Linked DNA regions of Mus musculus: region 1 is linked to region 2. The links are chromatin contacts, called in public Hi-C maps. All regions are on one chromosome and are shown on one strand. Each heading gives the region's core, a stretch centred on a gene start, on an enhancer-like site or on the middle of the called end of the contact. The rest is flanking DNA. Distances are from core to core; before and after follow the strand shown.

Region 1 (6,805 bases), core at 2,088-4,587, 37 kb before region 2:
TGGTTTCATGGAAGTGTGTATATATTTTCAAAATTCCGGATGATCATTCTGAGACTTTCTGTAAGACAAATAAAACAAAACAAAAACAAGAACTCCAAAAGAGTCCAAATGAATAATACAAATTATGTGCTTGTGATGACTTCATTGTGTTGACTAATATAATGTCAGATTATGTTGATCCGTTATTTTTTGATTGCTCATACATCTGTATCACTTTGATGATATAACACCACTTCCTCCTCTTTGCACCAATAGCATTTCCAATCTTTTATTCCTTTTAGTAGACATTATTTCAGTCTGTTTGGCCTTTGAGCCAAAACTCCCAGTTAGACTTTGAGCTCAGAAGGAGGATTCCATGAGGGAAAACTGATCTAAAGTCTAAGCCAAGGCACATGTTTCACACTGCCGTGAATGAGGCCTGATGCATCAGCAATTAAACAATTCATGAGCTGAACAAAAATACAGAATATTGGCCATAAGTTCCCAATTTTACTTATTAAACTATATAATACTTTTAGAATTCATTTTTTACTAATTTAATTTTATGTAAGTTGTTTCAATTATTTCTTCCTGTTCATTATATATTTTTTCCATGATGATTCTCCACCGTATGCCACTTAAATGAATTTGACTGTAAAAGAATTTTGTATGGACTCACATGATACTCTTAAGAAAGGGATGTGTCCCTTGGGAGGGAAGGCGCTTTACATCGTGTCTGATAAAAGAAAGGCCTCTGAGAGTTGGTTGCTTTTCAAACCATATCCTTTAGATTACCAACCCACTATTTTTTTCTTCCTTAGATTATTTCTCTATATGATCTGAAGCCAGTCACTCTTAGCATCTATGTTGTGGTCAGGATGCCTTCCTTACACACTGGGGTGTTATTGATGGCTTGTTTTGTTCCATCTCATGGCACTTGACAGACTTATTCAGTTCGCACATATTTCCCGAGAAGCTACCACATATCAGGGGATGATCTTGGTGCTTGTTTAGACATTAACCGAAATGATTAACCAGTGAGGATCTAAAGTCTACATAACTTAGCAGCTTCTAACTAGTCACAAACTAGTGTTCGAACATACATGTATGTGTTGGGGAGAGAAGAGGTGTTTGTGGCAGTTCTTTCCTGTGTGAAGTCTGCCCTGTTGCCTAACTTTTCCAAATATGTACTATTAAACAGGCTTGTCTCAGAGACACATGCATGCACCAAGCCTCCTGAATTTCCACTTTGTGAGGAGATGTTAATTTCACTCCTGTGAAATAAATGATTCATTTCGTAATTTGAGTAGAATGGTACTTCCAAGATTCTTATATCTGACTAGACTTAGGATATTAAACATTTCAGTACAATAATAGTTTCTCTTGGCCTGTAGCATTTTAAATTTAATATGAAGCAGAAACACTTTTAATTAATTTTTAAGACCTTGCTTTCAGAATGATGTGAAATAACAGTTCAGATACCGTATGAAGTGGAACAAATATGCTAATTCAGAAACACTGAGGGCTTGGCTGCCATCTCTGTCATCATAAGCCGAGCAGTGAATTTTTTCTATAACCTCGAAACACCTTTCTTATCTTTTCTGGCCACTCATCTTGCAACTTGGGGCCTATTTTCTCTCATTCTCTTTTGGTAAGCCTTCCCTAGCTGCCCTTCCCAGTTGTTTTCTGCTATGACTAGTCATCAGTGCACCTCCACCTGCGATCCTATACTGCCGTCCTGTTCTGACCCTGCTCCTGTCAGTGGAAACCGTCACTGTTAGCCTCCCGGTGAGGAGTAAGAACTGACCATCTTCGGCTCCACGCATCCTTTAGGGTGGGCAGTGCACAGGAAGGGAAGAGGGATGTTGTGGTTTATACACTTAACATTTCCTCCAAATCCCCCCAAAGATGAGCACTAATCTCTCTCCATTTAAACACAAGCAGCAAAAAGACGTTGCAGAACCAAAAAATTAAAATGAGTTTTGGAAATTAATGTTTTTAGTTTTCGGCCCACAGATACACAGTAGATAGTTATTATGGTAATATACACAATATACACGTGCCTCTTAAATCTTTATTTTCAGGGGAAAGAGGAAGAAGGAACTTTTAAATGATAATGCTAAAATGTCATACAAAAGTTCCTGGATGCCTACAAAACAATTGGAAATAAGCAAAAGAAAAAAAAAAGTTACCTAAGTTGCCGAACTATATGAAGCTATATGAAGTGAAACTATACTACAACAAATGTTGCACATAAGCCAAGTAAAACTAACACCTGTTGATAATGTACTAAGATTTTAAAACTTAGTTCCAGTTCACATATAAAACTCATAAGTTAGGAAATAAACACCGTGAGTGTCAAAATGTGGGAGGAAGGCTTCCATCATTCTTTATAGGAAAACTCATCACTGCGGAATCAAACAGGTCGCCCAGAGTCTTTAGCTGTTTTTCCACTTCCCTGAATACTTTTGAGAATAGTCAAATAAAAAGTTCATAGAAATGTGTAAAAGCAATTTGAAGTCCTGGTTTTGAGTGTCAACGTCTCCAGAACAGAAGGCATAGTGGAAGGGGTGGGGGGGCACGGTGTAAGTGTCTCAAACACACTGGCAAAGCCTAACATGTTTAAGAGTGTAGGTTCTCACCTTGCAGAACAGATGTTGGCTTTTAATCTACTCTTCAGTGAAAACAATTCCTTTCCAGGAAACCACAAACTCTGCCCAAACCCTGGCAGAGGGGTTCTCCCCGAGGGCGCTGCTATCCCTCTCCTGTGGATATTGATTGGTTGGTCTTGCAATAGATAGCAACCCAGGAAGGGGTGACGGTGGACCCCAAATCAACTGAAACTTGACCAAAATACCAGAAGCTCTACTTTGAAAAAGGGAGTCGCCTCCTTGGGACCTGAGGCTTCCCTACCCTAGCGCCGGCGGCCAGAAACGGAAACCACTCGCTGCGCTCAAGTGAGAGGAGTGATGAAATCAAGGCTACAGGGGAAGGAAGCTCACCAACCTAACTGGTGACAAAGCTGCTGAGCCTCGGGAGGAAAGCAGCACGGTCTCCCAGGGGTCCCGGGGAACGCCGCACCCCTGGGTTTGGACCACCCGGAGAGGAAGAGGAACCGCGTGGGGTTAGGGGTAGGGGGAAGTGCGGCTCAGATTTCTCAGCGTCCCTGCCAGTGGGCTCTGGGTACCAGGTGGCCGCGGCGCGGGGCAGCGCAGGCTCGGCACTGCGGAGGGCTGGCGGGCGGGCAGCGCGCGGGCGGCGGAGGAGTTTGCTTGGCGCGCGCCCGGCCGGCCCGCGGCTCACCTGGAGCGCTCAGGTAGGACCGGGGCGGGGCGCGGGGCTGGCGCGCAGGCGCGGGATCCGGCCTCGCCCCTGCCGACGTCGCCGGCGGGAGCTCACCTGGGAGACTCGCAGAGGAAGAGGAGCCTCGGCGTGGCCTCGCTTGGCAACGCGGGAGGCCCGGCGGGAAGGCAGGAAGCGGCGGCGGAGGAGGAGTTGAGCCGAGCGGCCACGAGAGCCACGGCCACCCGAGTCGCCGGCGTCGCCACCTGCACTTGGCTCTGGACCCCCGCGGACAGAGCCCCGGCCGGCCGCCGCTTCCCGCCGCCTGCCCTGCCCACCTGCCAGGTAAGCCGGCGTCCAGCCGACCGGGCTCCCGCAGTCCCAGCAAGGGGACAGCGTGCGGGACGGCCCCGGAGCTGCCCGCGGCCGGTTGGACGCGGTCTCGAGAGCGGGTTTCAGTTGCTCCCCCTCGGGAGAGGCCGGCGGGGATACCGATCACTCCTGTCGCCGGGTCCCCTCGGCAGCCCCAGAGCCTCACCGGGGCAGAAAGTCCCCCTGGTACCCCTGGGCCCCCTGATAGTCCTCGGGAGGGCGGGTCTCTGGCGGAGGCGCTGCTCAAGGCTTGCCAACTTGGGCTAGCAGGTTGCCTGCCCACTCCCGGGTACCGAGTGGGCCAAACCCGCTACGGGGAGGGCTGTGGTTGTGCCGGGCAACTTTCCCCGCTAAGCCCAGACAGTCCTAGATTGGAAAACGGCGGCAGCCAGAGCCATCACGAAGCTTGCCGACTGGTTTGGAAGGCGCTCGGTGGTCGGGACCTGGGCATCCCGCGCACTGCACTTTTCCGGGTGCCCTCCCCGAGCCAGAGCTGCGCCCACTTTCCGGTTGAAGGTGGCAGAGTCCAGGTCTTTGTGGCAGGAGGAAATGGAACTGTGGTTCACCAGCTGCCTCCTCTTAGAGGACCTGTTGACTTAAGGACCAATGTATCTCGGATCTGGTGTGCCTGTGGCATATGACTCAAAGGTTCAAAAAAAAAAAAAAAAAAAAAAAAACCAACTTTGTTTCAGCATCCTGCCACGTCTGAACCTGGAAGTGCCAAGCCCAAATTCCTGTCTACCTAATTAGGATTTTCGAAAGCCTATGAATTAAGGTTGAAACTACTCTTAGCATAGACTTAATACTTAATTCCTTCCTTCTGTTTTGGGAACTCCATCAAGTTACCTTCCTCCCCTTTCTGATTTTTTTTTCTTTTTAAGAAAATGTTTCTAAGTTATGGCTTGATATTGAAGTTACACTACCTAAGGTACATCTGAACTCAAATACTTTTGTAAAAATTCAGAAAGTTACATTTGAATTTGAGAGTTTCTGGTTGTGAGAAATTCCACTTTTATCATCTAACTTTGAGTTTGTTACTTAGACATATGAGTTCAAAACCACACCCTATAATTATTTCTTTTTAACCTTTAACATCAACTGAAACCTAACATGCATGTTAGTTGAAACATTCTGGGCAGTGTATTCATACCAAGCATTTCTTATACACTGTTTTAACCAACATTTTTTTTTCATAGAAAATTTTATTAATAAGTTCCACTCTCTAGGTGTGTTTAGTTCTGCCTTTACCAAGTTTTAAAAACATATATTTAGGTTGTACATGCTTTCTTTCTATATATTTTTTAAAAAAATATTTCTAAATATATATTTAGATTGTAAAATACTTAGCCATTACATGTTTCTTAATGAGGTGTAATTAAAATTTTTTAAAAAGAAGAAAGAACCCCACCCCCACCCCCCCACACACTATAACAACACATAATTGTTAATTCAACCAAGGGTTTTCAAGAGCCTCACCCACCTTCTTAGTCATGTCTCCATCCTGAGAAACTGACGTGCTAAGTGCTATTTGAACATTGAGCAGATAGTACCCCCTAAATTTTGACTCTCTAACTACTGGGCAAGCATTATCAGACCATGAAGGGGGCAAAAGTAATATGTTCCTGTTAGTTGTAATAACAAAGGGACATTGGTTTCTATCTGTAAAGGATGGGATTGGGGGTGGGTGGGGAGTGTTTTTCTATAGCACCATCATGAAGACTTAAGAACCGTAGAGTATCTTCGAGTGCTAACATTCTTGGACTCCCCTTCCTGCCTTGGCCATCCAGTCAGTCCATCCTGATTGAATAGCTGAAGCCCAGAAGGGTGTTCTAACTGTAGTGCACCCTGCAGGTGCTAGAGATAGCATTATTCTGGTGGCTTGACTGCGGGCTCCCAGATCGTACTATCTCACCACTCTCCTGCCCACTTATCATAAGATGCCTATCTTCTTCTTTCACGGAGTTTGTAAGGGCTTTGTAATTATAGGAGAGTCCATTGTTCTGGGGCCAGCTCTCCTCTCCTCCCATTTCCACCTTGCTCTGAGTAGACTCGGGCAGACTTGCTTTCCCCTGGCTGAGGTTTCACGTGTATATTGGCGGTGCCATATGGACTGAGATTTTTAATCCCTTTTTGGTATTTCTGAGACACAGTTGTTTTTTTTTCGAGCCAGTTTGGATGACATTAGTCAGTTCTGATCTTTTATTATATTGGCTTCAACCATATTTTATAAGGCATAGACCCAATGTCTCCTATCCACTTGAAATAATCTAGACATTTGGTTTCAAGTACACTTCCTTAAGACCAGTGCTGTAAAAACATTTTTTTAAACCCACAATCCTCTAATTTGAAATATTCTGTTTCAACCCAATACATGCTGGTGAGTATGTATGTGTATAAATGAAATGAGTTTCACAAAACAATATTGTTAGTGACTGTGTGTGTGTGTGATTTTCAGAAGCAATATCTATCTAACCTTAGAATATGGATGCTCTTTTTTTTTTTTTAATTTGCCTTCCTATACAAATTGATTTCATGTCCGCTAATGGCTGGTACCTGTAATGCTAAAATGGTACTCTCTTGTGAATACACATGGTTTTAAGGCTCATTGTTCTAAAAGCTTACTGTCACACACACAAATAAAAATTTTATAAAATCATATTGCACTCCTACTTAAGCATTTGGTGGAGGCTCTAGGATATCGACACCAGATTAATACATCAGGGCTACACAAAATCTCATTCTGTATTATTGTACTTTAAATGGGTTCTTATGCTGTAGTATATTTATGGACAGGGAAAAAACTAGAAATGCTTTTGTGAGGGCATATTGATGGTAACAATTATCAAGTCAAAGTTTGAGACAGAAAAATAATTGTCACACACACACACATACACCTCAGTGCTAATTTTGTTCAAAATTTATGGCTGAGTTCTAGTTCTGTTGGAAATTATGAAAAAAAAATTTGTAGGGAATGCATAGCCCAATTTCATATGTATGTATGTATGCATGTGTATTTGTGTGTATGTATGTATATATGTATATATGTGTGTGTGTGTATGTATATATATATGTGTGTGTGTGTTTATGTATACTTATATAAATATATTTTATAAATATATATATATATATATTCTGTTAATATTTTGACTTATTATGAAACAGGTAGAAGAGA
Region 2 (7,115 bases), core at 1,991-4,490:
GGCAGACACAGCTAGTGCTGTGTGTTTCCAGAAGTAACAGCTGCGGTAAACTGGGGTGAGGGAAACTGGTGTGGAGATGTCTTTAAGCTACACATGGTAATATTAAAGGGGTAGAGTACTTTACTATGGCTTTTAACTTTGACTCTAAAAATAATCTGAAGTTACCCATTTGATCAATAGAAAAGATAATTTTAAAAAGAATGATATCATTGGAGTGTGTGTGCATATGTGTGTGTGTTTAATGTAATTTTTTTTATTTGTGTGACTCTTGGTATGGAGGTTTTGTGAGGTGTCAGGTGCAGACCGTATTAAATCTAATAGCAAGTTGCATCTAGTGTTAATGCGGACACAGCTGCATTGTAAGTTCTTTAGGGGGCAGAGATCGCTTCAGTACCCTGCATCCAAATGCTTCCTCCCACCCATTATGACATCATCCAGATGCTTTTCTCCCCTCCCCCTATCACTGACATCATCCAGATGCTTTTTGCCCCTCCCTCTCCCCATTACTGACATCTTTGTTTTTACTATTTTCCCAATTAGGGGCAAATGTAAAATGTTTCTACCTGGATTACAAGATGTAGAAAATACTAATCTTGGTTTGAGCTGTTTTTACCTCAGCATTTGCAAGTTAATGCACAGAAGGGTTAGACTTTCTTCACCTTTAATGGGCAAGTTCCCTGACTGACCACTGAGTACCAGTCCACTTGGCTCCCAGCTCCCTTAGGAAACACCTGCATTGCAGAACCAGCCTTTATAGTCAGTAACATAAGGTCTGGCTGGAGTGAGGAATCTAGGGTGCTACATAGCTGTATAAAACCACATCCGAATTGGATGAGGTGTCGTGGGTTTTCCCAAGAAAGATAGCATTTTAGTCTGTACATTGAGAGGTGAGTCAAGACCCAGAGAGGTGCTTGGTGGGGATGGGACTGGGATGAGAAGAGTGTGAAGAAGGCTATGCAGAGAACACCATGCAGAACCTTTGCCTGGTGAGGAGTTGCCTAGATTTTGGAGCAGGATTTTCACTGAACTACCTTGTGCGCACTTTGATAGAACTTTGTAAGTATCCATATTATGATGAAAGGATCAATTTATCTCCTGGGCAGTCTCCTTCTACCCATCTTCCTATTCATTAAACCCAGCTTAATCTAGTTTCAGTCTTTGTTTGCATAAAATAATCAGACAGCATGGAGTATGTAACAAGCTAGAGCTGGTGAAAGGTCATCACACTGACAAGGAATTCTGAAATGTATGGGAGTGCTTATAGTCATACATATACATATATATTTATGTACATATATACCTCTTTTAGTGTGTGTGGTAAAGAGAGAATACACACACACACACACACACACACACACACATATATATATATATATATATATATATATATATATATATATATGTCTGTATAATGTTATTTGTATGTATATATGTATGTGCATATATAATCTTAATTTCCCTTCCTACCTAAGAACAATAGTTATATAAATAATTATATTGTTTTATAACAACAATATGCTTATTTCCTCATTTATAAATATATTACCAATGGTTGTTAATACTTAGACATTTCTCTCAAGCTCTCTTCAGAATTCTATTTATCTTAAAGTATATTATTACTACTCTTTTTGTTACAATTTACTGCAGATACTACCTTAAAATATAGTGTGTGTATCATTTTATGTGCTTTTTTTTATCTTTTCCAAGGAGATACTGTCATAAAGAATTATAAATTATTTTAAAATTATCAATGAAATAGGCTACCTTTAAGAAGTTTAGGAGGGAAATAACTCATTAAAAAGTATTTGTGACCCAACCTGTGCTGCGACAGGAATTGACAGTCACTGACTTTGGGGAGCTTCTATCACAGAAGCATTCTTTTTTCATAAGAAGTGAAAGCATGTATTTTGGGCTCTAGGGAAGATGGGGCTGAGATAATGTGAGTGATGGACTCAAGATTACATTCAGATAAGGAAGACTTTGGACACTGTCCTCTTAGATGGAGGTGGGCATCAGAATGCAGGCTGGGGAGAACAGCCACGTAGAGCAGGTTCACAGAGCACACAGAAGGCCGGGGTGGCCAGCGCAGAGCACTCTAGGCAGGGAGTGGAGGAAATGAGGTCAGAGATTGTGATAAGGAACCTGGTTGGACAGAGCTCTGCAGACCTGTTAAGGAAGATGGATTTAATTCTGAATTAAACAGAAGCCATCTAGAGGTTTTTAAGCAGGAGAATAATGTCTGGTTTATATTTTCAGATGACTCTGTCTTCTGTCATCCTAACACAGTTACTGATGATATCTTTTACTTGTTAGTTTTTTATTTTTCCCCTTCCTTCCCTCCCTCCCATATACTCCTCCCCACTCTCCTTCAAATTGATGGCCTCAGTTTCACTAATTATAGCATATATATATATATATATATATATATATATATATATATATATATATATATACATACACACACACACACATACACACACATATGTGTGTGTGTGTGATGTGTGTGTGTGTGTGTGTGTGTGTGTCTATAGCCGTTGCCTATAGGTCTGTAGTTCTATAGTTCTCAGTCTGCAGGGTTGAGGCCTCATAGGCTTCACCCTTGTCCACTTTGGCCTGCCCATTGGTGTCATCCTTGTCCAACTAACATTTGAGCAGTCAGATTCTTTTAAATTAACTTTTTATTGCTTTTATTTTCATTTAGTTTTTTGTGAATTTCCCATCATGCACCCCAATCCCACTCATCTCCCTGACCCTTTGTATCTGCCCTCTGCCCTTGCAACCTCCCCCCGCCAAATAAATTTTTAAAAAAAAAGCAAAGCAAATCATTAAAAAGTAAATCTTGCTGTGAAAGTTGCAGTGTGTCACAGTGTGTCCCCACAGTATAGCCCTTTGTCCAAACATCTTTACTTGCAAATGTTCGCTGCAATGAGTCATTGGCCTGTTTTGAGATCTCTGGCTTCTGCCACATCATCAACACTGGATCCTCAGTGGGACTCCTCTCAGATAGCCTGTGCTTGCCCTGTGTCGTGGAGGTCCTGCAGCTTTGGATCTGCAGGCCTGGCCCTTTCACTGGCTCCAGCAGTTCATAGAGATGGGGTAGATATTGGGTGAGCCAACTCAGAGCCCTGGATGGAGGCTTGAGTAGTAGCTGAGTTGTCAGCCCATTGTTCCTGCTCTAGCACTGTCCTGATTAGTTCACCCCTTGCTGCAACCAGCAAGGAACAGGGCCAGCTCTCCTGCTCTCATTCCCTTGGGGCTGGGTCACCTCTACCCAGGCCACCAGAGTCAGCTCTGCGGTGCTGCCCAGTCAAGGTGTGGGGCCTGCTGTCTTGAGTGCTGCAGCTGACAAGGGTCTGGACCAGATCTCCCTCTCTTCTAACCCCTCGGCTGGCTCTCCTGCCCGAGGCAGGTGGTGGGTGAGAGAGGAGTCATATTGTTTCTAATCAAGTATTTCCCTCAACTATGCTGCAGTTTCTAGTTCTGTGAGAACTCAAATTCAGAAGTCTTGAGCGTTTTCTCATTTTCTTCCATTTTGATCACGTAATGGTGTTTTATGGCATATAACCCTCTTATAACACTATTTCTGAAGACAATGCATGGTAACTATTTTTTGGATTGGAGACTACTCTGGTCCAGTGCGACTACTTCATTGCAGCCTTACGACAGCTAAGACTTTATGCACATTCTTTTCTAGAGGGTGTGTCCAGGTTCTGAGTGACATGTCTCTCACTTATTTTCAGCTCTTGTTGTTGTTCCCAAAATATTTTCAACTCTTCTCCTCTCCCTCCATGTTTCATCTGAGTGACTTTTTAATAATAATGATGTAAAATACTGGCTAGCCCTTCTTATTGTCTTTGAGTTTTTGAGGTTTATTGTAGCTAAACTAAAAGTGAATCTATTTAAATTATAACTTAGTTATAGTTAGGATGTTGTTTCTTTCTCCTTCTGAGGCCATTTATTATTGTTGTTGTTGTTGTTGTTGTTATTGTTTTTACAATGCTTCTGCCTGAAAAGCAGGTTACAAGATCAATTAGTGTTTTACTTGCAGGAGAAGAGAAGTTAAGTGCGAGAGCCAGCCGAGGCGCTTAGGCTCAAGGCTCAGAATTCTGCTCATGCTTGTGGGGTGTTTACTGTAGCACAGGGCCTGCCTGGCACATAATAAGGGCTCAATAAATATTAGTGCTAGCAGGAATCATTGCATTATTGAAAATCCGTTCTGTTAACTCATTTTATCCTCAGACTGCCAACATTATTAAATATTTGATTTATAATGGATGTTACTGTGGGACAAAGAAGATAGTTCAGTCTGTAAATTGCCTGCCATGACAGTGAATATGAGTATTGTTAGTTGATATAGTGCTTAGCTTTAGCTCCCAGAGAATCCAACTGGCTACACTTACAATCCTGGTAATATAGTCTGTTACCTCTGCTTTCCTGTAGAAGCCTTGAGAGTTATAGTTTTCCACCAAAGGGGAAAATCGAGGAGAGAGAAACAGGTAAAATACTTCTTGATGTAGCTCTTAAAGAGCTAGCAAAGCAGAGAAGGGGTTGCAGGACATTCAGCGCAGCAGCCTGGCAATAGAGCAGACTCTGTAGACATAGATTTGTGTAAAGTAGGATGGTCCTACTACAGCTGAGTGGCCGCTCTGAGCATGAGTCCTGCCATTGCTTGTCAGGGAGACAGCCACAGTAAGCAGGTCTGTTAGCACACCAAACTAAAGCTTTAAAGGGCTAACAAACAGCTGCCAGAATTGCTGCATCACAGGTCAGAAGTTGGCACTGCAGGGCAAATTAAGAGATAACTGAGTCAGAGAAATGAGGCCAGAGTAAGAATGAGTGAAATAACATCAGAGAAGAAACTCAGCAGAACTTAGAGGCTTGTTCATTGGGCACGAAGAGCGAGAGAGAATAGTGAGGAGCCGTGGCGTACCAAGTGTTGGACATGTGTTGGTCTTTGCTGAAAGTATTTACACCTGCCAACCCATTCATTTGGTGGCTTTAGTAATTTGGTGGGCAGGGGTTATTGGTACTCCTGTCATGGGGCATGGGAGGGGGGAAGCAAAAACAGACTCAGAATATGCATTATAGTTTGTGCGTTTGTGGAAATGCTTTGGTTGAGATGAATAAGGGGACGAGAGAAGAAGCAGCCAGTGAGCTGCTTACTAGAACATTCCAGGCTGGTTTCTATAGTACACTTCTGCTAGCCTCCACCCTACCTTGTAATTTCCAGTTTCTACTTGGGAAAGACAAGAACATTGTAGAAAGTAGCCACTGCTGGTAATGGAAGACCTCCACAGAGCCTGTCGTAACTAATGCCTCAGCTTACATTTCTGATATTTTTACTGCATTTGTTGAAGAACTCATGAGTTTTCTTTGTAGGGGTAGCTGGTTGGATTTGATCTTGTTTTATTTTGCAACTGGGCACACAGAATTCCTTTGTCAATCACGAGTCTCTCCTTTCCACAGTACTTCGAGTATTCTGCTCAGCGTGAAATCCGGCACAACATCCAGAAGGAGCTGTGTCTTCATGCTACTCAGGGTGTCGTCCAGCTGAAGGCATGTGTCTATAAAGGTCACAGGACCATCGCCCCTGGAGAACAGATATGGGAGATTCGGAAGGTGATTGGCTCATTCATTGGTTCATTCGTCCATTCTCAAGCTAACTTTGAAGAGCTCTAATTGCTTTACTATGCTATATATCAGCACTTCTTCACCTTTAACAACTCCACTATTACACATGTCTTCCCATGTAATAAGAGAATATATCTAGGGATTAAGTATTAATTAGTTGGGAACAACTAGTGATAAAGTTACGCTTGGCTTCTGTAGGTGAAAAACTTCTATAAAGAATTAATAGTTTATCCTTGACTTTTTTTTTAATCTTTAATCTTTTTTTACAGTCTAGTTTTCACCCCCCTCCTGGTCTGCCCCTCTACCACTCCCCATTCTTTAGGGGTCTTCTTTCTTTTGATTTGTTTGTTGGCTTGCTTTTATAATGGATTTTGAAAATCACATTTGTTTGTTTGTTTTCCTTAAAGGAGCCAAAGAGAGTGTTTTTCATATAAAATTGCTAACTATGTCTTCCTCTGTTTTAGTACATTTTTAATTAATCTAGCATTAAAGGAATATAGAACAGATTGCCTGTTCTTAAAAATGTTCAAGATTTGGCTTGATCATATTCTTATCTAAAACTAGTTTTTCGTGATAGTAGTAACATGCCATGAAACCAGCTTTTCTGACTTTGAAGTCGGTCATCTGAATACCAGTGGAACATTCCATGCTTAAAAATGTATTTCAGGTCTTGCTCTCTATTTCCCTCTTCATTTTGAAATGTTTCATATTGAGTGAATAGTAGTACCGTGCGTGAATTATAGTGTTATAAACAAAAGCCATCAATTTATTATCACCCTCAGTTGATCTTAGATTTAAAGTTAGGAATCAGATATATTTGTTATACAAATCTCTCTTTATCTTTAGTGAAACCATCAGGCCGTGTTTGCATTTATCTTTTAACTGTGAATCTTGAAGCTTCATGTTTGATGTATGTTTTCTTTCTTTCCTAGGACCAACTTCTATATAATCCATTATTTAAAATGTGCCTTTCATCAAATGGAGAGCATCCAAACTTAGTGCCATGTGACGCAACAGATCTACTCCAAAAATGGATTTTTAGCCAAAATGATTAAGTGTTCCTTAAAATTAAGGAGTTGAAAAGGACATACTCTTCCTCATAAAACTGTGACTAGGCATACACTGTAGTTGTTGAAAATTATGCAAAAGCAGCTAATTGTAACTTATTCCAAGTGCATTTCCTTATTTATATCTTAAGATGTCTATGTAGAACCGCTGCAGAAACCCTGGGGTTTCTGTCTGAAAGCACAGCAACTAGAATACCAAAGACGATTCTGAAATGTCCAGATGTAGAAGAGAGATGTTTACAGTGTGAAGAAAATAATTTCCTTAGTAAAGTGAGGTGTGGTTGTACACTTGGGGATCTACACACCTGCATCCACACACTCACAGCTGAAAATGTTTCCCCTAATTTTAGGGGCAATAGAAAAAGATTTGATACTGTATTTTTATAACTATATAGAAATGGATCAATGAAGGCCAAT

The links. A called contact is a pair of places that touch in the nucleus more often than the background predicts.
Region 1: a Hi-C map of the N1E-115 cell line shows a contact between it and region 2, with 4 times the contacts expected there. The contact joins the promoter of Galnt3 here to the enhancer-like site in region 2. A contact is called at or near these places in 2 of 484 Hi-C or Micro-C datasets (the N1E-115 cell line and nephron progenitors), 4 of 115 datasets of contacts at active chromatin or transcription factors (CD8 T cells, embryonic stem cells and epiblast stem cells) and 3 of 9 other capture datasets (adipose tissue, liver and pancreatic islet).

What each region holds. Positions count from the first base shown.
Region 1 is chr2:66,121,325-66,128,129 of GRCm38.p6, reverse strand. Galnt3 (polypeptide N-acetylgalactosaminyltransferase 3) reads left to right here and starts at 3,337. Exons shown (of 11, transcript NM_015736.2): 1 at 3,337-3,606.
Region 2 is chr2:66,083,741-66,090,855 of GRCm38.p6, reverse strand. It overlaps Galnt3 (polypeptide N-acetylgalactosaminyltransferase 3), which reads left to right. Exons shown (of 11, transcript NM_015736.2): 10 at 5,467-5,619; 11 at 6,564-7,115. The coding sequence ends at 6,686. Among named protein-coding and RNA genes, the nearest start is that of Galnt3, 37 kb to the left of the region's middle. Within about 2 kb of position 3,240, at least 2 of the 459 cell types and tissues checked have an H3K27ac peak or open chromatin away from gene starts, as enhancers often do. A contact at or near this core is called in the N1E-115 cell line, where this site is marked.